Regions from separate parts of the Mus musculus genome. Here all the other regions are linked to region 6. The links are chromatin contacts, called in public HiCAR-type and promoter capture Hi-C maps. All regions are on one chromosome and are shown on one strand. The core of a region is the stretch at or near the end of the contact, and the rest is flanking DNA. Distances in the headings are between cores, read along the strand shown. Region 1 holds the start of Gckr (glucokinase regulatory protein). Region 2 holds the start of Gpn1 (GPN-loop GTPase 1). Region 3 holds the start of Nrbp1 (nuclear receptor binding protein 1). Region 4 holds the start of AI839979 (expressed sequence AI839979). Region 5 holds the start of Slc4a1ap (solute carrier family 4 (anion exchanger), member 1, adaptor protein). Region 6 holds the start of Fam53a (family with sequence similarity 53, member A). Region 7 holds the start of Mpv17 (MpV17 mitochondrial inner membrane protein).

Evidence for each region. Promoter capture Hi-C pulls out the DNA fragments that hold promoters and counts their contacts. HiCAR-type assays count read pairs that join an accessible place to other places.
Region 1: a contact with region 6 is called in a HiCAR-type map of astrocytes, with 6 times the contacts expected there. The contact joins the promoter of Gckr here to the promoter of Fam53a in region 6. A contact is called at or near these places in 2 of 39 promoter capture datasets (hippocampal neurons and liver), 1 of 115 datasets of contacts at active chromatin or transcription factors (astrocytes) and 2 of 9 other capture datasets (liver and macrophages).
Region 2: a promoter capture Hi-C map of liver shows a contact between it and region 6, with 3 times the contacts expected there. The contact joins the promoter of Gpn1 here to the promoter of Fam53a in region 6. A contact is called at or near these places in 3 of 39 promoter capture datasets (3T3-L1-derived adipocytes, the C10 cell line and liver).
Region 3: a promoter capture Hi-C map of liver shows a contact between it and region 6, with 6 times the contacts expected there. The contact joins the promoter of Nrbp1 here to the promoter of Fam53a in region 6. A contact is called at or near these places in 10 of 39 promoter capture datasets (the 3T3-L1 cell line, the C10 cell line, cranial neural crest and 6 more), 2 of 115 datasets of contacts at active chromatin or transcription factors (astrocytes and large pre-B cells) and 1 of 9 other capture datasets (liver).
Region 4: a HiCAR-type map of astrocytes shows a contact between it and region 6, with 5 times the contacts expected there. The contact joins the promoter of AI839979 here to the promoter of Fam53a in region 6. A contact is called at or near these places in 1 of 39 promoter capture datasets (pre-B cells) and 1 of 115 datasets of contacts at active chromatin or transcription factors (astrocytes).
Region 5: a promoter capture Hi-C map of liver shows a contact between it and region 6, with 4 times the contacts expected there. The contact joins the promoter of Slc4a1ap here to the promoter of Fam53a in region 6. A contact is called at or near these places in 5 of 39 promoter capture datasets (the C10 cell line, hippocampal neurons, liver and 1 more) and 2 of 9 other capture datasets (adipose tissue and liver).
Region 7: a contact with region 6 is called in a HiCAR-type map of astrocytes, with 6 times the contacts expected there. The contact joins the promoter of Mpv17 here to the promoter of Fam53a in region 6. A contact is called at or near these places in 3 of 39 promoter capture datasets (liver and maxillary cranial neural crest) and 1 of 115 datasets of contacts at active chromatin or transcription factors (astrocytes).

The regions. Positions count from the first base shown.
Region 1 is chr5:31,296,312-31,299,110 of GRCm38.p6, forward strand. Gckr (glucokinase regulatory protein) reads left to right here and starts at 1,252. Exons shown (of 19, transcript NM_001374741.1): 1 at 1,252-1,368; 2 at 1,854-2,009; 3 at 2,403-2,471. The coding sequence starts at 1,309.
Region 2 is chr5:31,493,312-31,496,102 of GRCm38.p6, forward strand. It overlaps Gpn1 (GPN-loop GTPase 1), which reads left to right and starts at 1,430. Exons shown (of 14, transcript NM_133756.5): 1 at 1,430-1,572; 2 at 2,207-2,300. The coding sequence starts at 1,462.
Region 3 is chr5:31,239,612-31,242,451 of GRCm38.p6, forward strand. Nrbp1 (nuclear receptor binding protein 1) reads left to right here and starts at 1,307. Exons shown (of 18, transcript NM_147201.2): 1 at 1,307-1,391.
Region 4 is chr5:31,570,103-31,573,035 of GRCm38.p6, forward strand. AI839979 (expressed sequence AI839979) reads right to left here and starts at 1,295. Exons shown (of 3, transcript NR_102275.1): 1 at 1,082-1,295; 2 at 698-817; 3 at 1-328.
Region 5 is chr5:31,525,295-31,528,375 of GRCm38.p6, forward strand. Slc4a1ap (solute carrier family 4 (anion exchanger), member 1, adaptor protein) reads left to right here and starts at 1,701. Exons shown (of 14, transcript NM_001347328.1): 1 at 1,701-2,390; 2 at 2,749-2,944. The coding sequence starts at 1,728. It overlaps Supt7l (SPT7-like, STAGA complex gamma subunit), which reads right to left and starts at 1,468. Exons shown (of 5, transcript NM_028150.2): 1 at 1,321-1,468.
Region 6 is chr5:33,628,323-33,631,332 of GRCm38.p6, forward strand. Fam53a (family with sequence similarity 53, member A) reads right to left here and starts at 1,313. Exons shown (of 6, transcript NM_178390.3): 1 at 1,015-1,313; 2 at 531-655. It also overlaps Gm9903.
Region 7 is chr5:31,152,757-31,155,590 of GRCm38.p6, forward strand. Mpv17 (MpV17 mitochondrial inner membrane protein) reads right to left here and starts at 1,495. Exons shown (of 8, transcript NM_008622.6): 1 at 1,435-1,495; 2 at 912-986. The coding sequence starts at 981.

The DNA.
Region 1 (2,799 bases), core at 2-2,501, 2.3 Mb before region 6:
CAAATATTTACTGATCATCTTCTATGTGCCTGGCATCATTATAAGAACTAGAAAGGATTAAAAAGAGGGCTGGGCATATAAGAGCAATTTAAAAGCAGATCTCTCTCTCTCTCCCCCCCCCCCCCCCCCCGTGGGTGTGAGTGTAACACATTCCTTTGAGAGAAATCGGTTAACCCACACCTCAGGTTTTCTACCCTTAAAGCATAGAAACATGAAACAATTGTTAGAATATCAATAGTGTCAAACACTGGACAAGGGTCTTTTTTTTTTTTTTTTTTTTTTTTTTTTTTCCAAGACAGGGTTTCTCTGTGTAGCCCTGGCTGTCCTGGAACTCACTCTGTAGACCAGACTGGCTTCAAACTCAGAAATCCACCTGCCTCTGTCTCCCGAGTGCTGGAATTAAAGGGGTGCATCACCACTGCCCGGCAACAAGAGTCTTTAAAAACCTTCTGTCACTGTATGAATAAGTATTATTCAACAACTTGTTAGTTGTTGCATTCATTCAGTAAACATGTAGACATGTTAGGTCCTTAAATTATTTCATATGTTAGCTGAGTATGAAATCTGTGTGATCCTAAATAGCCAACCACTTGTCTGAGGCTGTTTCCTCATCTAAAAACAATGCCAACAATGGCTTCTATGTATCTATGTGTCCATGTGTCCATGTATCCAATGATGTCTGCCATTTGGGAGAAAGTGGGTCAGGAGAAATAGAGACTGTGGTATTTAGGGCAATTTCTTGGTCCTCGTTGTTCTTAGCAGTATTTCTATTTCTGTGACATCTCCTCTGTGATATCCAGTTCAGTGTTCGCACACCTGGGGTCCAGAAGCGTCTATTGCTTTTCTTTCAGAGAGGAGCAGATAAAATGAGCCAGTGGGGCAGGGAAGGACTGCATGCTGACATGTGATCAAGCCATGACCTGAGTCCTCTGACTTCTACTGACCCTGATCTCTGGCCTTTGGAGGCATTTGGGCCACAGATTTGTTCAGGGATTCTTTCTGACCTGGGTGTTCTGCAAGGGCAAAAGCAAAGAACGTCTGGTCCTCTTCTCCAAGGGCAGAGGCTGGCAAGCCAGAGTATACGCAAAGAGGACCCTCAGGAGCTCCTGTGAGGGCTGGAAGCCCCGGCGACAGGAACGGGTGTTGAAGAGAGGGGCGTAGGGGGTGGTGTTTTGAGAGGCAGGGTTCTTAGGTTAATCATCTCCATGGCTCAGATAAGACCCTGCCAACTGGAAGCAAATTATTGGGGCCAGAACAGATTGCGTGAGTGCAGAGGCAGGCGGGTTGGAGAGTCTGCAGTGTGGGACCATGCCAAGCACCAAGCGGTATCAGCATGTGATCGAGACCCCTGAGCCTGGGGAATGGGAGGTAAGGTTCTTTCTCCATTTCAGCCTTCTCTTCTGATTCCTAAAATACTGTTAAGTTTGGACTGGCCTCAGCTCTGGACTTCTACTCCCTCTTCTATTTTTTTTTTTTTTTCTTTTGCTACACGGTCTAGCCCAGGCTGGCCTCAAACTTGCTATGTATCTGAGGATAGCCTTGAACTCCTGATCCCTTTGTTGCAGCTTCACTTTCCAAATGCCTGAATTGCAGGCACACTTACCATGATAGGCACCTTTCCCCTTACCTTTCCTTATGATCTTCCTTTCCTAATAGGCTCAGAACATCACATGAAGACTAAGTTTTTAGTATGTGAATGGTGTGTGCCTTATGTGTGCATGTATGTGCACAAGTCGGTGTGTGTGAAGTATGTGAATCTAAGCCAAACACTGGGCCTCCTGCCACTCCCACCTCCAGTCCAGCAGGCATAAGGCAGACTTTGGCTTTCTGTCCCTACCCTTGTGTGTCTCTAGTTGTCAGGGTATGAAGCAGCTGTGCCAATCACAGAGAAGTCCAACCCACTGACCCGGAACTTGGACAAAGCAGATGCAGAGAAAATTGTTCAACTGCTGGGGCAGTGTGATGCTGAGATATTCCAGGAGGAGGGGCAAATCATGCCCACCTACCAGGTGACCCACAGTCAAATCTCAGACACTGCAAATAAAGATGTCAAGTCGGCCACACTTCCACCTCTACCCTCCTGATACAGGAAATCCTGATCCCTCTCCTTCAATCTCAATCCATCATCTTCCATTTCTTCCTCCCCTCCCCATTCCCATTTTTAAAATTTATTTATCTGTTTTGTGATGTGGAAGGATTTGTTCCATGAGGAAATGTGTGGAAGTCAGAGGACAACTTTTGGGAATCAGTCTGTCCTTTCACCATGTGGGTCCCTGGGATTAAACTCAGATCATCAGACTTGGCCACAATCCTCTTAACTCACTGAGTCATCTCACTGCCTTTCTCTCACCTCTACCCCCCCACCCCATTTCTCCATCCTGATTCCTGTCCACTCTCTACAGCGACTGTACAGTGAGTCAGTTCTGACCACCATGTTGCAAGTGGCTGGCAAGGTCCAGGAAGTGCTGAAGGTACAAATTCCCCACCTGCTTCTCATCCATCCAAACACTTCTGTTCCCTCCAACTTCCTCCTTCCCGGGTCTCCACTTCTTGTTTTTATAAATCTCAGTTCTTTATTCTTTTAGTCTTCCCTTTGGATATTTTTTGTTGTTTTAGTCACTGATAATAGTTATGACAGCTACCAGATGGATACTACTTTATCAGCAGCAGTGCATTTCCTTTGAAAATATTATTATTTTTTAAATGTTTATGGCTGTTTTGGCTGCATGTATGTCTGTGTACCACGTGTGTACCTGGTGCCCTTGGAAGGCAGGAAAGGATCACAGATGATTGTGAGCT
Region 2 (2,791 bases), core at 180-2,679, 2.1 Mb before region 6:
ATGGGTACTGCCAGAAAAATAATGTTACCTGAATCCCTGCCAGAAAGTAACACAAGCCAGACAGTGGTGCCCAGAGAGGGCCTGAGTCAGGAAAGGAGAATCACTATCCATTTGGTATGGTACGTTGCTCACTGATCCTGGAGCTCATTAATTTGGCTAAGCTAGCTGGCCACTGAGCTCCAGGGATTCTCCCATCTCTAGCTCCCTAGCACTGGGATTATAGGCACAATCCACAATGCCTGGGCTTTTATGTGAGGGCAGGGGTCTGAATTCTGGCCCTTAAGTTTGTGCAGCAAGCACCTTACTAACTGAGCCCTCTCCACAGCCTGCACATGTCATAATAAAATGAGATATCTATGTATAGATATATACAAACTTTTTGTTCTTTAAGAGTTTTATCCACGGGGGCTGGTGAGATGGCTCAGCGGGTAAAAGCACCCGACTACTCTTCCGAAAGTCCGGAGTTCAAATCCCAGCAACCACATGGTGGCTCACAACCACCCATAATGAGATCTGACTCCCTCTTCTGGAGTGTCGGAAGACAGCTACAGTGTACTTACATATAATAAATAAATAAATCTTAAAAAAAAAAAAAAGAGTTTTATCCACTTTCCAAGAATGTCAACAAAACCCAGGGCCACCCTTGACTCCTAGCCCTTTACCTCACTCTTAAAGGGGACTTTTTAGGAGTTTTCTGGTTCCCTTGAGCCTTTGGTTCACCATCTTTTCTTCTTCCCTTGGACAAATAGCCATACAGATGAGCAAATAAGACATTGGTCACAGTCTCTGTCATACAGGGCTTTCCCTCATGAGGTTCGTCTCCCTTCCTCTACCCATATCTTCCGGTATTAATTATTCAGCCACACTTCAGCCACAAACGCTGTAAGGTTCTTTAGTCCCCTTTGCATTAGGCAATGATTGCCAGAAAATGTATCTTCCTCTGTTAAAGTACAGTATTCATGCTATCTTTCAAGTGTTACGCTAATTTTTACCTAATATTTTCTAGAACATAATGACGTTTAATTTTTTTCTTCTTCTTCTTAGACAATAAAATAAAAGGTAGAGCAACACCTTTGTTATAGGATCCTGACAGATCCTGGCTTGGGAATCCCACCTCATTACTCCCTTGGGGACACGAGCTTAACCCTTTCCGGGTCCTATCTCACTCCTGTCAACCCTTCCTGGTTCCCTACACTACCCCTCACTTGTGCAAAGCCACTATAGCATCAAAGTGACCCCTGCAAGTCAGATGCCAAAAGCCGGTCAGGCACCCACTGCAGTAGGTTCGAGCGGTTTGGATAGTCTGGCCAATCGCAACCCTAAACTCAGAGAGGCCGGATCGTTCGACCAATCGTAGCCCTGTACGCAAGAGGACGGATTTTCCTACCAATCGCAGCCCGGAATTCAGAGAGCCCGCAGGCCGCCGGGCGATCCCTGAGTGGTGGGCGTGGCTGAGGAAAGATGGCGGCGCCCGTGGCTCCATCCGAACCCCAGGCTTCCCGGGCTCCTCAGCCCCCCGTGTGTCTGTTGGTGTTGGGAATGGCGGGATCCGGGAAAACTACCTTTGTACAGGTGACGTGCACCGTGCAGAAGCGGTAGTGGCGCCTCAGGCCCGGGAAGAAGGGAGGAAGTTGTCTGGGGAATCTGCGGGTCCGGGCGCGTGGTTTTCTCGAGCTGTCCTCTGACTCCTTTCCTTCCCGAAGCCTCGAACCCTAGCCTGGGTCACTTGAGGCCGGCTCCTGGGCAACCTTAATGCACACTTGGTACAGCTGAACTTGTCTTGCTGCGAATTGGCAGCTTTCCGAAGGCCCGGGCCTAAAGAGTAGGGGAGTGTAACGTCTACTACTCTGGTTTGCGTGAAGAGTTGTGAAAGAATCACTTCGTTCGACCTACCACGTTCTAAGCTCTGAGAGTACAGCGGCAATGAGATCGACAGGGTTCTTGCTTTCACGGAGTGAGTGTTTTAGTGGAGGAGACAGAGGAAGAAAACCCTTGGAGGGGCAGAGTTAGCGAAGCCGTGACGGAGAATAGGGAGACAGGTACTGGAACTAGATGGCTTTTTAAACTCTTCAGTGTTGAACACGCTGAGGGAAGAAGGAGATTGTTACAGATTTTATAAGCATGGTCAGTAAAGGGATGGGAATTCTCGGGGCCCGTTCCTATCCTTTGGTCATCACCCTCCAACCCTGGCTCCTTGTTTTTGCAGAGGCTCACAGGACACCTGCACAACAAAGGCTGTCCACCGTATGTAATCAACCTGGACCCAGCTGTGCATGAAGTCCCCTTTCCCGCCAATATTGGTGAGTGCCTGCCTGCCTGCTTGCTTGATTTCCTTTTCTTGTCTTTTCTTTCTAAGCTAGCTAACTATGTACTTTTCTTTTCTGTGGATTTGCCTGAGTTCCGGAACAGGCTTCTTGCTTATGCAGATTTATCCCTCTTATGCACTATCCCCGCTCACCTCTCTCTCATGCCCTCGGTGTGTGAAACCGTTGAATTGGTTTGAGAATGAGACATGACATTAGGTCGGGCTGTCACCTGACACGTGAATCCTTTGGTTTCTTTTGTCAGAGTTTATAAGATTTGCTGTAATTCACTTTATAGGCAGGTTCCTTCCATTTCCAAAGTTGTGTGTGTGGGGTGTGTGTGTAAGAATATGCACTGTTCTGAGGAGAGCTTTCTGATTGAGACTATCAAAAAGATTTAAGTATTGGTGTGATCCAAGGGAGCCTGAGGCAGAATATTTAGAGTTCAGAGTCAGTCCGACTTGCATAGCCAGACCTCGTTTGGAAAA
Region 3 (2,840 bases), core at 57-2,556, 2.4 Mb before region 6:
GAACAGATATGTCATGAATGCTTGCCATGGCTCAGGAGTTACAATGGCTTTGGCAGAAAGGCTAATCTGGAGAGGATGAGCACCCTTCTGAGACTAGAACAAACTTTGAAATGGTGTGCTATACATTTTAGGTAAGTGCATCTTTTAATCCAACATCAGAATTCTATTTTGTCTTGACACAGTGTTGTTGCTCTATTGCTTATGCTGACCTTGAACTCACGGCATTAGCCTACTGAGTGATAGGATTACAGGTATGCATTACTATGCTGGGTGAAAAAAAAAGTTTGTTTTTGAGACTATGTAGCCCTGGTTGGCCTTGAATTCACAGAGATCTCTCTGGCATGCTTGTTGAAATTTCAGTTTTTAAAGCAAGCATTTTAAAGTGAAGAGATGAGAAAAAAATGAGTCTCTATAGGATTTCTGTGTGAACCCGTGAACTAGGATTAACTAGTCCCTTTAAGGAGAGTAAAATTGGTGATTGTGACATTCTCAGATTCAGATGATTCATCCTTCTTCCTTGATAATACATGTATAATGGTATTATACATCTCTTAAATTCTGCCTTTAACTTTCTAAGATCAATGGCTTACCCAGAATCTATTGTAATTCTTTACACTCACAGACAATGTAAACTCTTTCCAAATAATACCTTTTCAAAGACAGTTTTGATGGATCTTCTTACTTCGGATTCTATTTTGGACTCATGTCAACTTAAATTTGAGTAACTTTTTTTTTTTGTTTTGTTTTGTTTCTTTTTCGAATTTGCCAACTATCATTGGATAACTTCAATGAGTTCTCCCTTATGTGGGTCGAATCAGGTTATGTCTGGGTAAATAATGTTATGCAAATCAGCAACTATTAGTTTTCATGTTAAGCGATTAAAAAAAAGCTTTCTGAAAATTTGATGACCAGTGCACTGTCTCTTTCCCAAATGGGGAATGTGGGTGGGTTCGTTCCTCAGATTGAAAGGCTGCGTCTTCCGTTCCTTTTGTCTTCTTAGAGGATTAGGACTGTCATGGCGCTTTCAAGAAGAGAGAGAAGGCCTTCCTTTCGTCCGGCAGAATTACTTGGGGGCACCTCGACTGGGAGGAGGATGGACAGAGAGACAAGAAGACAACGCTGGCAGGCAGTCTGCCGGAACCCCGCAAGGGGAGGAGACCCGGCAGTAGACTGCCTTGAGAGCCTCGGTCTGTGGGAACCGCCCCCCGCTGCCCTGTCCAATGGAAACCTGGCGGCGGTGCGGCACCGCCCACTGTTGGTCCGGACGCCGCGAGGGCGGGGCCCGCAGTTCGGTTGCGCTGCGGAGCGCAGCTGTGAGGGAGTCGCTGGGATCCGAGGCCCCGGAACCCGAGCTGGAGCTGAAGCGCAGGCTGCGGGCGCGGAGTCGGGAGGTGAGCTCCGGAGAAAGAGGCCCTGGAGGGAGGGGCTCGCGGAAGGGCGGCAGGATGACCCCGAGCCGCGGGCCGGCAGGACGCGGCCGGCGGGTGCTGTCGGGCGGCCCTGCTTTCTCGGGAGTCAGGCCCGACCTAGCCCGGCCCGTCGCAGCTGAGGGGCCACCTTGGCCCCAGGGCGCCGCCCGCCCTCCTGGTGTCTCCGGCGTGGCCGCGGCGGCCCGGAATTCTGCGGGCGCGGGTCGGGGGGCCCCGGCGTTCTCTTGGAACTCTGGCCGCGAGAGGCGGGGCAGGCGGCGCGGGCGGGGGCGGGGCGGGGGCCCGGGCCCGAGGGCCTGCGGAAGGAAGCGCGGCGTCCGGGCCGGGCCTGCTCGCGGGGCGGCGCGCCGAGCGCGGGGGCGTGGTCTGCGGCCTGACGGCGGGGCAGGGCTGGCCTTTGATGAGGTGGCTGTGGTGCTCGGTCTCCTGGCCGGCCACTGTCTGTCCGCCGCCGCTTCCTTCCAGATACTGGCCGGGCGACCTGTTGGAGTGTTGACAAGCTGAGGGCCTCCTCCCTCCGAGCTTGCATTCTCTCCGACTGAGCAGTTCTGTTGACCTCAGAGGCTTTCTGGGTTTCCTCAGAGCGGCCTGTGGCTGCGAGCTATGCGGGGTGATGTGCAGAGGGCTTTCAACTAATAATGGAAGCCGGGAGAACAACTTTGCGAGATGACAGACAATGCCCTGTAGTGAATGTACTATGCGTCCTCAGGGTAGCTAGAGGCTTCGAGGAGATACCCTCACCGATGCAAATGAGCTTTTCCACAGTGATCCCTGTTAAAACTGCCAGCAGCTCTGAGGCAGAACCCCCAGTGTTGCACACGTTTCTGCATCTCTTGCGGGAGTGCTTGGAGATCTTTAGGCACTGCTCTTATTTTACCTTCTGGGACATGATTGGGAGGGCAATGTGCTTTCTGGATGTTTGTCTCTGATGACAGTTCATCTTTTCTCTAAGTGCCCCGTGGAGGGGCTGCCTGTTTCCTTGGTCCTGTAGTTTTAGATTCCATGGGCTTTGACGTTCCAGAGTATATTCTGTATCTCGCTAGACTTTCACTTATCCGTTCAGATTGGATGCACATTCTGCGAATGTAGCTGAAACAGACTTTATTATTTTCTTAGCTCTTTGATAGGGGACGGAGGAAAAAGTGATCCTTAACTCATCTTTTTTAGTGGTTTATTAAGACATGCACGCAACTAATAGCTGTCTTGGCAGACTGAGGAGGCTTTCAAGGACTTTCCTTAGAAATTAAAGTGGGGAAGTATCCTACCAGATTTCCCCTCCCCCGCCCCCGTCCCGTAGTGTTCTTTGCGTTTACTAGAGCGTTAATACAAGTCCCTCGATTCAGATAAAACTGTATAGGCTGGGGAGAGATGCGTAGAAAGGGTCGCAAGAGAGTTGTATGGCCATTCTGG
Region 4 (2,933 bases), core at 45-2,544, 2.1 Mb before region 6:
GCTCTTTGGTTGATGGTTCAGTTTCTGGGAGCCCCTAGTGGTCCAGGTTAGTTGACTTTGTTGGTCTTCTTGTAGAGTTCCTATTTCCTTCAGGGCCTGCAATCCTTCCCACAACTCTTCCACAAGAGTCCCCAAGCTCCATTTAATGTTTGACTGTGGGACTCAGCATCTGTTTCAGTCAGCTGCTGGGTAGCTGTCAGAGGAGTTATGCTAGGCTCCTGTCTACAAGCACAACAGGCTCCATATCCTCACTGCTAGGAGTCTCAGCTAAAGTCACCCCCATGGACTGGGATGGGTGAGACTCCCGGGAGCTTTACCATTTTGTCTGCTGTGAGAGAGAAGTCAGGAAAAACAAAAACAGAGCCTACTTAATTGAGTTCGGAACTTAAATCTGCCAGAACCCAATGCAGTGGGTGCCCTCACTGCCAGATGGCCAGCAGGTCCTTGGGAGTAAACCAGAAGACAGTTTTAAGAGGCTGTTGTTTCCCTAAGGACATAGCTTATAATCTGCCTGTGCTTGAAGTACTTGCACATACAGAGACTTCTTCTTTTTAAGCACATATTGATTAAATATAATGAGGCATACTGAGGTTGAGAGGAGAGATCAGGGAGGGAGGCGTCCATGCATACCCAGGGCTTTGAACAAGGGCTCCCCGACTCAAGGAAGTGCACAAACCCAAAATTACCAGGAACCTACCTGTGAGTTTGTTGTGGACAGTTTCTGGGATTCTGTGTAGCCTTTATCAGCATCTCTAAAGGGTCATTGTCCAAATATAGTTAAACAGACTTCGGACACGGAAGCGTTGGACTCCCATTCCTAGGCACAATGGCACAGTTTATAGCAGGTCCCTGTCAACCTCACTCCATCACCCCCTCAAATCCTTGCCTAGAAATCTATTCCAGCTAGCCTCCTTTTGCCCTACCAGGGGGAGGGGAAATCCGAAAGCTTATTTTTAGGCAGGCCCTGCCAAGACTCCCCGCAGTGGCTGGACTGCTGCTGGGCCTGAGGGGTGCCCGCGCCCCAGGAGGACAAGCAGTGTGCGGGAGGGGCCTGCGGGCACGAGCGGATGTCACAGCTTACCTCAGAGCCTGAATTAGAAGCCTGAAAAAAAAAATCACAGCAGGAAATAATGTGGTGCCCAAAATAGAAACATCAACCGGGAGAGAGGCCGGGAGTAGGTGGCGTTTGAGGCTCCTGCAGCGTCCTCCCCAGAGGCCTCCTGACAACCGGCAAGCGGGTTGGCATGAGATTGCAACCCAGCCCAAGAGGCCACAAAGGCACCGGCTGGATGTTTCAGCAAGGGAGAAGGAATGGGCAGTAAAGTGGAGAATCAGGACCGCCTCCTCTTCCCTCCCTCTCGACTTTCTCCTTCCTTCTCCAAAGTCTTACCGCCACCGCTGACCCCTTCCTCTTTTTCGGCATCATCCCTCAACCTTCTCCCCACACAATGACTTCTGCTTTTTTCCTCACTCTCTAGTGCCCCTTCTTCTCTGATACTGCCCCCACCCCGCTTCCTCCTTTCCCTCCCCACACCAAGCCCTTCATTTCTCCTGGGTGGTCTCTGCCCCAACCCGCCGCCCCCCAGCCTCCCGGTGCTTTTGGGTGCCTTCCTAGGTAACTAGTGGGAGCTCAGTCTAGCAGCAGCTAACTGAAGGTCAGCCTCCTGTGCCTGACTGCAGCCTGGCTGCACTGATCTCCCCTTCACCCCACACTCAGCACCCTCCACGCCTCTTTAGAGAAAAGGAGGCCCTGGAGTCTAAGGAAGATGGCAGGGTCAGGACTCCTTCCTCTGGGGCCTCTGGAGGGCTTGAGAGGAAGCAGAAACTTTGCAGGCAATCTTGGACTGTCTCTCCCTTCACAGCTGAGTTCCTGGTAGATTGCATGGTTTGCCAAATTTCCGTGTTTCTCATGCTGGCATGTGCCATTGGGCAAGGTATAAAGTCGGTGAGAACCAGACTTAAGGTCTCTCTGATGCTCCCCTTAACCTTCACCAACCCCGAGTGGGGAAACATCTGTGATCTCCTTTACAGTGGGAACTCAGATGCAGCAGGTGAGCTGGAGGATGGGGGACACTGGAGGATGGGGGACACTGGAGGATGGGGACACTGGAGGATGGGGGACACTGAGGATGTCTTTAATCTTAGCACTAGGTAGAGGCAGATGATCTCTAGGAGTTAAGAGTCCATCCTGGTCTACATGGTGAGTTCCAGGCTAGCCAAGGCTACATAGTGAGACCCTGTCTTTAAAAACAAAGGAAAGAAAAGTCGGAGTAGTAGGCATGCTGCATGTTTGTAAGAGTAGAAGGGCTGGGATCGAGGCACAGGGAGTGCAGCCCCTCTACTGACCTTGAACTTGGACCAAGTTCATTGACTTGGTATTTCCATACCCGGTTTTCTTCGTAACAAGATTTGTTTTTTATTATTTCTTTTCTGAATGTAAGCATGAGACATTCCATTACATATGTTGGGTAATTTCAATTATTAAAAATTCCCTAGGTGGGGCTGGAGAGATGGCTCAGCAGTTAAGAGCACTAACTGTTCTTCCAGAGATCCTGAGTTCAATTCCCAGCAACCACATATGTTCACAACCACCTTTAATGAGATCTGATGACCTCTTCTGATATGTTGGAAGCCAGCAACAGTGTGCTCATATACATTTTAAAAGGAAAGAAGAAAAAAAAAAGAAGAGAAAAGAGAAGAATCCCCAAAGCAAAGCATGGAGAAGCAGGTGGATCTCTGAATTGGAGCCTGGTCTACATGGTAAGTTCCAGGACAGCCAGGGCTACATAAAGAAACCCAGTCTCAAAAAACAAATAAAAATTTCTAGCTAAGTATCATGGTACATGCTTGCAATCCCAGTACTCTGCACCCTGGAGGCAGAAGCAGGAGCATAGCCACAAATTCAAGGTCATCCTGATATATATCGAGAGAGA
Region 5 (3,081 bases), core at 451-2,950, 2.1 Mb before region 6:
TGCAGTATAGCAGCAGCTGGCACTGCTACTTTAAAGGCGTGAGTTCAGTGTCCTGCAGGCAAGTGAGGGGCTTCCTGGACAAAATGAATGCCCTCAGCTCTAACAATATACTACTCAGTTCCTTTCTTTCTCTTTCTTTCTTTTCTTTTTTTTTTTTTTTTACATTTACTTATTTTGGGTATGTGTGCATGAAAAAATCACAAGACAACTTGTGAGAGGCAGTTCTCTCCTTTCACCATGTGGGTTCCATGGATTGAACTCGGGCATTCGGACTTGGCAGCAAGTGCCTTTTACCTACTAAGCCATCTAACTGGCCCCTCAGCTTATTTCCTTTGCTAAGATTGTATTTTTAAATTATTAATTTCGAGACAGGGTTTCCCTTTGAGGCCTTGGCTATCCTGGAACTTGCTCTGTAGACCAGGCAGGCTATGCATTCACAGACATTCGTTTTTGTTGTCTGTTGGGGGTTGAGTATATGCTTGTGTGTTCCATGTGTATGCAGGTGCCAAGGATATCTGAAGAGGGCATCAGATCCTTCTGGAGCTCAAATTAGAGGTGGTTGTGAACTCCCCTGATGTGGGTACTGGAAATGGAGCTCAGATCCACCGAAGAGCAGCACACAGAACCATCTCTCCAGCTCCACCACTCAGCTTCTCAAGAACATGAGATATTTTTATAATTGACCCTTTGAGTTGTGACCTCTGCCAGGAACCCTCTACATCTTTATCAGACTTGAATTTGTTCTTTAGGATCCCTGAAATCACCATTCCCCCCAACAGATCTCCTTTCTTTGTATATTTACATGAATTTGCTTTTATCCCTGAACCTTAACTTTAGTTGACTTATTCATCTGTATTCTCCCACTTGTTATGGCTGCCATCTTGGTATAGTTTCAGGCCTCTGTCAAAGAGTTATAATATTAACTATGGCTTAGTTCAATTTTCCATAAATTTTATGACAAATTAACACTACTATTTCCAATTTTTCAGATGTGGAAGCTGTTGTCCAGGGTCATGCCAACATCATAAATACAAAGAGTAAAAAAGAAAAGAGGTTTCGATGCTCAGGTTTGTTAAGCCACTAAACATGCTATCTCAATATTTTGTTCCGAGTAATAAAAGAATGAACAATAATAAATTGCTTCTTTACTAACTTCATAAAAGGAATAAATTCGAGAGCTGCAGATAGGGACTCCTTGCTCCGGATCTGGAGGCTTAGGCTTAGGCGCCGACCACAGGATCCTGGGAAGTCTGATTTACAAGGCAGCAGGAAAATGGGTGGCTCTGGACCGGAACCAGAAAATAAAGTTCAAATACTCACCGCCCTGCCCCAGGAGTGGTATACGCGGCTGCCTGACTCTGACAGGTCGGAGTCGAGGACTAGGTCAAGCCTAGGAGCCTTGTTTATTGATTAATGGACCAAGGCCACGGAAGCACTTCTTCCCAATCGCCCTCTGCCACAGGAAGTTATTACTAGCCTACATGCAACGCCTAAAATGTCCGTATCCTGCACAGCACTCTGAGAGCCTCTCCCCGCTTTCTGGTATTGTGACTCCCTAGTGCTATTCACATCTTTAAAACTCTGCGAGTCTTGAAAGAGGAACTCCAACATTTCTGTCCAGAGAAGCCTCAGGGAGGTGGGAAGGAGGAGGAGAAGTGAGCGGGAACGTAGAGAGCGAGGGGTCGGGGTTTCCGAGGGACACATTTTGAGATTGCACCCGGCTAAGGATGGCTGATCCTACCCCTCAGCTAGATGCGCCAGCTCCCCAGGAAGTCAGTAGCGAGTTTAAGAAGCCGGTTTTACCAGTGCCTTCCGCAGTACGGGGTAAGGCTCCGGCCTCCAGTCCCTCCGTTTCTGAGGATGTGAAGAAAGAATGTCTCGCGGCGCAGCTGGACTCTGGATGTGAGGAGCCCGAGGTCCCGCCACCGCAGCCGGACAGCCAGGAGACCGGGGGTCCACCGGTGGAGCAACTCCGCTCCCCGCGGGTAGCTCCTGCGTCTGGCGGTCCGACCCGGGCTCCTCCGTACCGAGAGCCATCGTGGGGCAGCCCAGCCACGGCCCCCTACAGTCTCGAAACCCTGAAGGGTGGCACCATCCTTGGCACCCGCACCTTGAAAGACACGAGCTGCTGCTTTTTCGGGAGACTTGCTAGTTGTGACATATGTCTGGAGCATCCTTCCGTGTCTCGGTACCATGCTGTACTACAGCACCGGGGGGCGGATCCCAGCGGAGACTCTGAGGGTCATGAGCAGGGCTTTTATCTCTACGATCTGGGAAGTACCCACGGCACGTTCCTCAACAAAACTCGCATCCCACCCCGCACTTACTGTAGAGTCCACGTCGGGCATGTAATGCGCTTTGGAGGCAGCACTCGGCTCTTTATCCTTCAGGTAGGTAGAAAAATCTAAAATAAAAATCTTGGGACTTCACTGTTTTTGGTTTTTCAAGACAGGGCTTCTCTATGTAGCCCTGGCTGTCCTGGAACTCTCTCTGTAGACCAGGCTGGCCTCGAACTCAGAAATCCGCCTGCCTCTGCCTCCCGAGTGCTGGGATTAAAGGCGTGCACCGCCACGCCCGGCGATTCTGAGTTTCTTTAAGGTTTAGTTGAGTAAAAGGATTCTGGTAACCAATGACAAAAGCACAGGCCTCATTCTGGACCCACAGGTCTGTGTACGTTGCTGTGTCTCAGAAAGTAATTTTCTCACTTCTGAATCCATATATGTATATATTTTACCCATGATTCATTAGGGACCAGAGGAAGACCGAGAGGCAGAATCTGAATTAACAGTAACACAGTTGAAGGAATTGCGTAAACAGCAGCAGATATTATTGGAGAAGAAGATGTTAGGTGAAGACTCAGATGAAGAAGAAGAAGCAAATACCACTGAAGGGAAGAGCAGTAGAAGTGGTCAAGATGATGAGCTGGGCTGCACGTGGGGAATGGGTAAGAAACTACTACTGAAGGTGGCACCCTCAAGTGCTTTTGATCATACAGCTCAGAAGGCCTACAGCTGAAGTAGGGTAAATGTAATTTGCAAGCCCAGGGTCATTAACTTTAGTGAGTAAAAGTGTTGAATTATG
Region 6 (3,010 bases), core at 63-2,562:
GAAAGAACGACCAACCACTAACCAAAACAGCAAAGTCCATCTACTCTTCCTAATCAATTTCAATTTCCACCTTGGCGTAATATTCAGAATTTGGAAAAACTATCCTCGGTCCTACCTTGTTCTGAGATGCTGAACTTCCCTTCCAAGACCCACTTTCCTAAGATGACCAAATATGTATTTGAAGCAGCAGCATCAGTGAGCACAAGTCAAATTTCTTAATGTAAAAACTAAAGTACACCTTTCAAGTCAAACTAGTCCATCTTCAAAATTCTCAGAGCTGAAACATCATTATAAACTTAAGTAGTGGGGCTGGAGGGTTAGAATAAGCTTAGATTCATACTTAAAGATATATCTAATGATTAAATACCTTGAAGTGCAAAAAATTAAAGTGATTTTAATTTGGAGTGATAGATCACAGATCTGTAATTAAGACTAATGTACAAAGGCAATAGCATTCGGAGCGGTAAAATACATTGTGAACATCGCACATCCCATCCTCCACACAGGAAGTCTTAAAGGGACTTACACACCCTCAGTCTACGCAGGAAAGTGGCTTCGGAATAGACTTCCAAGTCACCTTCCACAGGTCGTTGGGGAGGATCTGCTCTTGGGATTCCCTTAAGGGACCATCATATCTCGTCAAACTTCCTGCTTCCTGAATACAAAATAACAATCACTGAGTCTCAACAACAGCGGGTTCACGGGCCCACGGACTCAGCATGGCGACAACAGGTCTCAAAGTCGACATGAAAAGTGATTCAACAAGTGGCAGCGCGCCCCAGGCGCAGCGGGCAGGCCTTACCGCCTGGCGTGCAGGAGCGCGCACAACAGAATGCTTGGGGCCTGGCCTAATTGGAGGGGTCCCCGGACTCGCCACGAGTTCGGGGAGCTGGGGCCCAGGGGACTCTAGGGAGCTGGGGCCCAGGGTTCTTTCAGATGCTGGGTCCCCGAGGACCTTAGGATGTCGGGGACACGGGACACGAGGACAGTGCTGGGCCCGGGGCGCGCGGGGACCTTAAGGTGCTGAGACGCCGGCTGGCCCTAGAGGGTGTTCCGCGCGCTGTGCCGATGCACCCGGCTCTCGACGTGCGGCTGCGCGGCGCCGGCCGACGTACGGAGACTCCGGGATCGCAGCGCAAGGACACGGCGTTGCGGTGGCTGGAGCTCTTAGCGATGAGCAGGCGAACGACGGCGCAGAGCACTCTCCGCGAGGCGAGTGAGCACCGAGCTCCGTAGCTGGGGCAGGGCGCCGGCCGCGCAGGCCGCGCTCCGCGCATGGGGACGGTGAGCCTCAGTCACCGCGGAACAAAACCGCAGCCGACGCCCCGCCCCCTCCGGACGCCCTCATTGGTCGCCGCGCCGCTACCACCGCCCCGAGCCGTCAGCCGTCCGCTCGCGCACCCGCCCGCGGAAGCCGCCGCAAGCAATCAACCCTCAGCCGCACCGCTAGGCGGGCGACGTCACTGCCCGGCGTGTTGTGGGTGTGGCCTCGTGACGCCCCGCCCCCGTTTCCTCTCACTTCCCTCCTACGGGTACCGTGCGCCGCTGCTGGCCCCGCCCCCCTGTGCGAGCTGGCCCGCGCCGGGTGTGACGTTAACCTTCGGGTGTCCGCGGGGCATCGAAGGCCGGTAGTGGTACCTATAGGCTCCCGGATTCCAAAGTCCGATGTGACCACCTTCATCTCCCTGCCTTTTTTCTTTTTCTTTCTTTCTTTTATAGCAAAATCTCAGTATGAAGCTCGGACTGTAGACAAGGATGGCTTCGAACTCCTAGAGATCCTTCTGCCTCTGTCTTCCGAGCCCTGGAATTAAAGACAGGCGCCACCAATGCCCAGCTTCTCCTGTCCTTTGCTGGTAATGTGCCTTTGGGCAGGACCCTTCCCTTTGGGAGTCTCATTTCTGGACCTACCGTGTGACTGGAAGGCACTTTTGTGCATTGGGTACCGGTGCTGTGAAGGAAAGCTGCTCTGCAGGTGGGTGTGACTGGGGTGGAGCACTTCTCAGGGTGCTAGAGGCCAGGCGCAGCAAAATGAAACCGCCTGCCGACTTGGCTAGGAATAGGCTGCAATTTCACAAGCCTGTAATCCCTAGACAACCTTGTTCCCAAACAACAAAAAGTAATTTTAAAAAATGTTGCAGGGTTAGGTACAGCTACTTGATGTAGAAAATGGAATAGTTCTCATCTGGAATAAGACCTAAAAAGGAAGACATTAGAAAGCCACTGGGTATTCCTGGGGCACACCAGAAGTCTGGGCCCTGGCCACCACGTTATGGGTCTGGTAAATCCAGTTCTGTACAGGCTCAGAGGCCCAGCCAAGGGAGGCCAAGATCAACTAGAATGAGTGCCCTCACCTGCTGCATCACCTGCGACAGACCTTTCATTTCCTCCTCCAGGTTTCTTGAGGACAGGGGACTTGCGACCTGGATCACAGCAGGCAGGAGCCAGATAAGGACTGAGACATCTGGCAGGCACCTGTGCCTAAGAGGAACTCTGCCCAGAACAGTCCTCAACCACACTCTCCCTGGGCAGATCTGGACCAATGGTGGCCTTCTCAAATCACCACGGTCACCTTGTGTTTCCCAAGCCCTGCAGCTGATTAAGTTACATACGCCACACAGCTCAGCTGTATTTGAGTAATTCCTAAAGGCTTTCAGTGTGTGCCCTTTTAGGGTAATTTTCAGGGAGTTGATGAATTCACATAAAACCAGAAAGTATTTCAAACTCTCCCACAGATCAGATTGCAGAGAATGGCTTGCAAGCCAGCTGTGGGATTTCACCCAATGTCTGATAGTCCCACATAAACCACACTGGTGATGCTGAGGACAGGTGCCAGTATCAGTGTTTATCATGTCCCAAAGGTAACCAGCCAAGGGAAGATATTAAAATCATCCTTGGTTCACAGTTAGGCTGCTACTCCACCAAGGGGCCATTTTCCCTCCATGACAAAGAATAGCAATGTCACCAGCCTGTCTCCTCAATGCTTGCCTCCATCTCCCTGAGAATGTTATGT
Region 7 (2,834 bases), core at 245-2,744, 2.5 Mb before region 6:
AAACTGGAATATATGAATTGAAAGAGAGGGATCCAACAGAGTTCCAAAGCTGATTACTGAAGGATTCCCTTTTAATATGATTTAAACTTTAGATATATGACTGTTTTATACACTTCACAATAAACATTATGTATAAAAATGGAGTAAGTTACTTCAGCACTTGTTAGGTGTGTCATTTAATGTGGACTCATTCCTGCTAACAGACCTTTGGAGGCGCCTATGCATGGAGACAATGTGCTCAGCACACTATAAAGTATAAGAGGAAAGCATTTAATTTCCCAAGGTGGGGTCTCTTGGGGGCAATGCTTTTTAAGAATGGACTACTTAGGCTAGGCAGTGGTGGCACATCCCTTTAATCCCAGCACTTAGGAAGGAGAGACAGGTGGATCTCTAAGTTGAAGGCCACCCTGGCACACAGATTTTCATGACAGCCAGGACCATACAGAGAAGTCCTGCCTTGAAAAACAAAAACAGAAACTATCACCTAATTTCTTGAGGACTTTAAGTCTTGCTCGACAGACTGTGCATCTCTCTCTTTTAGATTTATTGTTATCATTTTAAACTGTGTGTGTTTGTGCAAGTGAGTGCAGATGCCCCAAGTGGTTGGAGGTGACAGAGCTCTCTGGAGCTGGTGCTACAGGTGGCTCTGAGCTACATGACATAGTGTAGAATCCTCTACAGAGCAGTATGCGCTGTTAACCTCTGAGCCACGTCTCTATTTCGTCTCCCCTCCAGCATGGGTCTCAGAAACAGCTCACCCTCCAAAACAGACATAATAGTTCAGGAGAAGGGAAACACTTCCGGGGGGGGGGGGCTAAACTGGAGGAGGTAGGTGGTGTCGTGATATGGGCCTCCTCCTCCACCTCAAATCAGCTGCTCTAATTATACTCTGGTCCCAGAGTGACACTCACCAGCTGTCAGAACCTGGACTTTCCACGGATGTGCTGCCAGGGCTCTCTGGTATGCTCGCCAGAGTGCCATGCTCCCTGTCAAACCAAGAGGATAAGTCACTCCCATTGCCCCTCACAGTAAAGAACATGCCTGCCATTTCCTTATGCTCACTCTCCTTACTTCCAAACTCTGCAAGTGACAGAGGCCTCAGAAAGCTTGCTTACTGGGCCGTGCCCCTGCCTTGTGGTCACTATTCATCTGGAAAGGAAGCAGTTTTGAGTAACCTGGTCCTGGTCCTGAAGCAAGGCATCCAGTCCTGATTAAGACACTCATGAAATTAGACTTACTCTGGCTTCCATCCAGAGTCTGGGTTCCATCCCCCAAGTAAACACGATAGGTCCCCAGATTCAGTTGGAATCTCCTTTATAAGAGTAACTACACACCAGAAATAAACCAAGACCTGGATCTGTAAGGTCACATGACCTGCAAGAACTCTCAACCCACAGTGCTTCAAGTCTCTGAATGCCAAGAACCTCCGCTCACCTGAGTGCCAGCTCTGCGCAGAACCTTCTCTCACGTGACCGAAGCTGGTCCAGGGACTTCCGTATCGAGCACCGCCTCTTCCGTCTGCCTGCGGGCCGGGCTGTTGTTTGGACACAAGCAGTCCAGGAGGAATGCAGGTGGGTGGGGCCTTTGATACCCCTTGCGAGGCGGCTCAGCCGACCACTTAAGGGGAGTGGGCAGCCCCCTTCTCGTGGACTGCACCAAACATCGGTGTAGGACAGTCTGTGCTTCCCTGTAACTCGGCTGCCCCCACCCCCCACCCTCGTTCTCCCCAGACTATCAGGCCAGACTGTCAGTCTCCCGGAGGTAGTCAGGTCTAGACGCCCTTCTCAGTTTGGAAACTTGAATGCTGAAGTAGTGCAGGTATACCCAAGCTCCCAAGTGAGCAGAACTCAGACTTGTTCTATTTTTTTTCCTTGTTCTTTATACCAAATTTTTAAGTTTTGTCTGAAAAATCTTTCTGGACAAGCAGTCAACTTTCAGAACCACTGGCTTAGCAGAACCTGAGAACGCCCGTGCTAGCTGTCTTAAGTTTGGTCATGAATTTTGTAAAATGACCCTGTCTTGCAATCAGGGCTCCTTGAATTCTAGGGCTGTACAAGAGGCAACTCAATGGAGGGTTTGTTTTGCTTTATGGGTTTCTAGAGTCATGCTTTGTTTGTTGTTTTTCCAAGACAAGGTTTCTCTGTGTAGCCCTGGCTGTCTTGGAACACACTCTGTAGACCAGGCTGGCCTCCAACTCAGAAATCCACCTGCCTTAGCCTCCCAAGTGCTGGGATTAAAGGAGTGCGCCACCACACCCGGCTTCTAGTCATGTTAAGCAAAGAGGCATAAAACTATATTTAAAAAAAAAAAAACATTTTAGGAATCTTAATCTCCCTCTAGTTTTAACACCCAACTCCCTGCAAATCCCTTCCTGAGGTAGGTAAAGATGTATACGTCTCCAAGCCTTGAAAAAGGTCAACTTATTTGATGTCTGTCCACCCCCAGCTCAGTTAGTCAGTTCCTGTATGATTAATGAAGGATGGATTCTATTAGAGAGAGTAAGAATTCAGGGGAATTAGATTCTTGTGTACAGAACATGCTAAAAGAATTTCACTAGTAGACATAATAAGGGAGTCCAAATGTGCAAGATTGGAAGGTGTTTTTAAGCGATATGGATTCAAGCCTTATTCAGATTGCTTAACCTCTCAGAACCTAATTGTCATTACATAAAATAGTACCTACCCCATGGAGCTCAGGGGTATATGAAAAGCACCCCAAACCGAGAAAATGCTTAATATCATTTATCTATCCTCCCTTCTCTCCCACTAGAGAAATATAAAAGTCCCTTAGTGAGGTTTGACCTGGGAGTTTCTGGAGGGGAGAAGATACCAGGA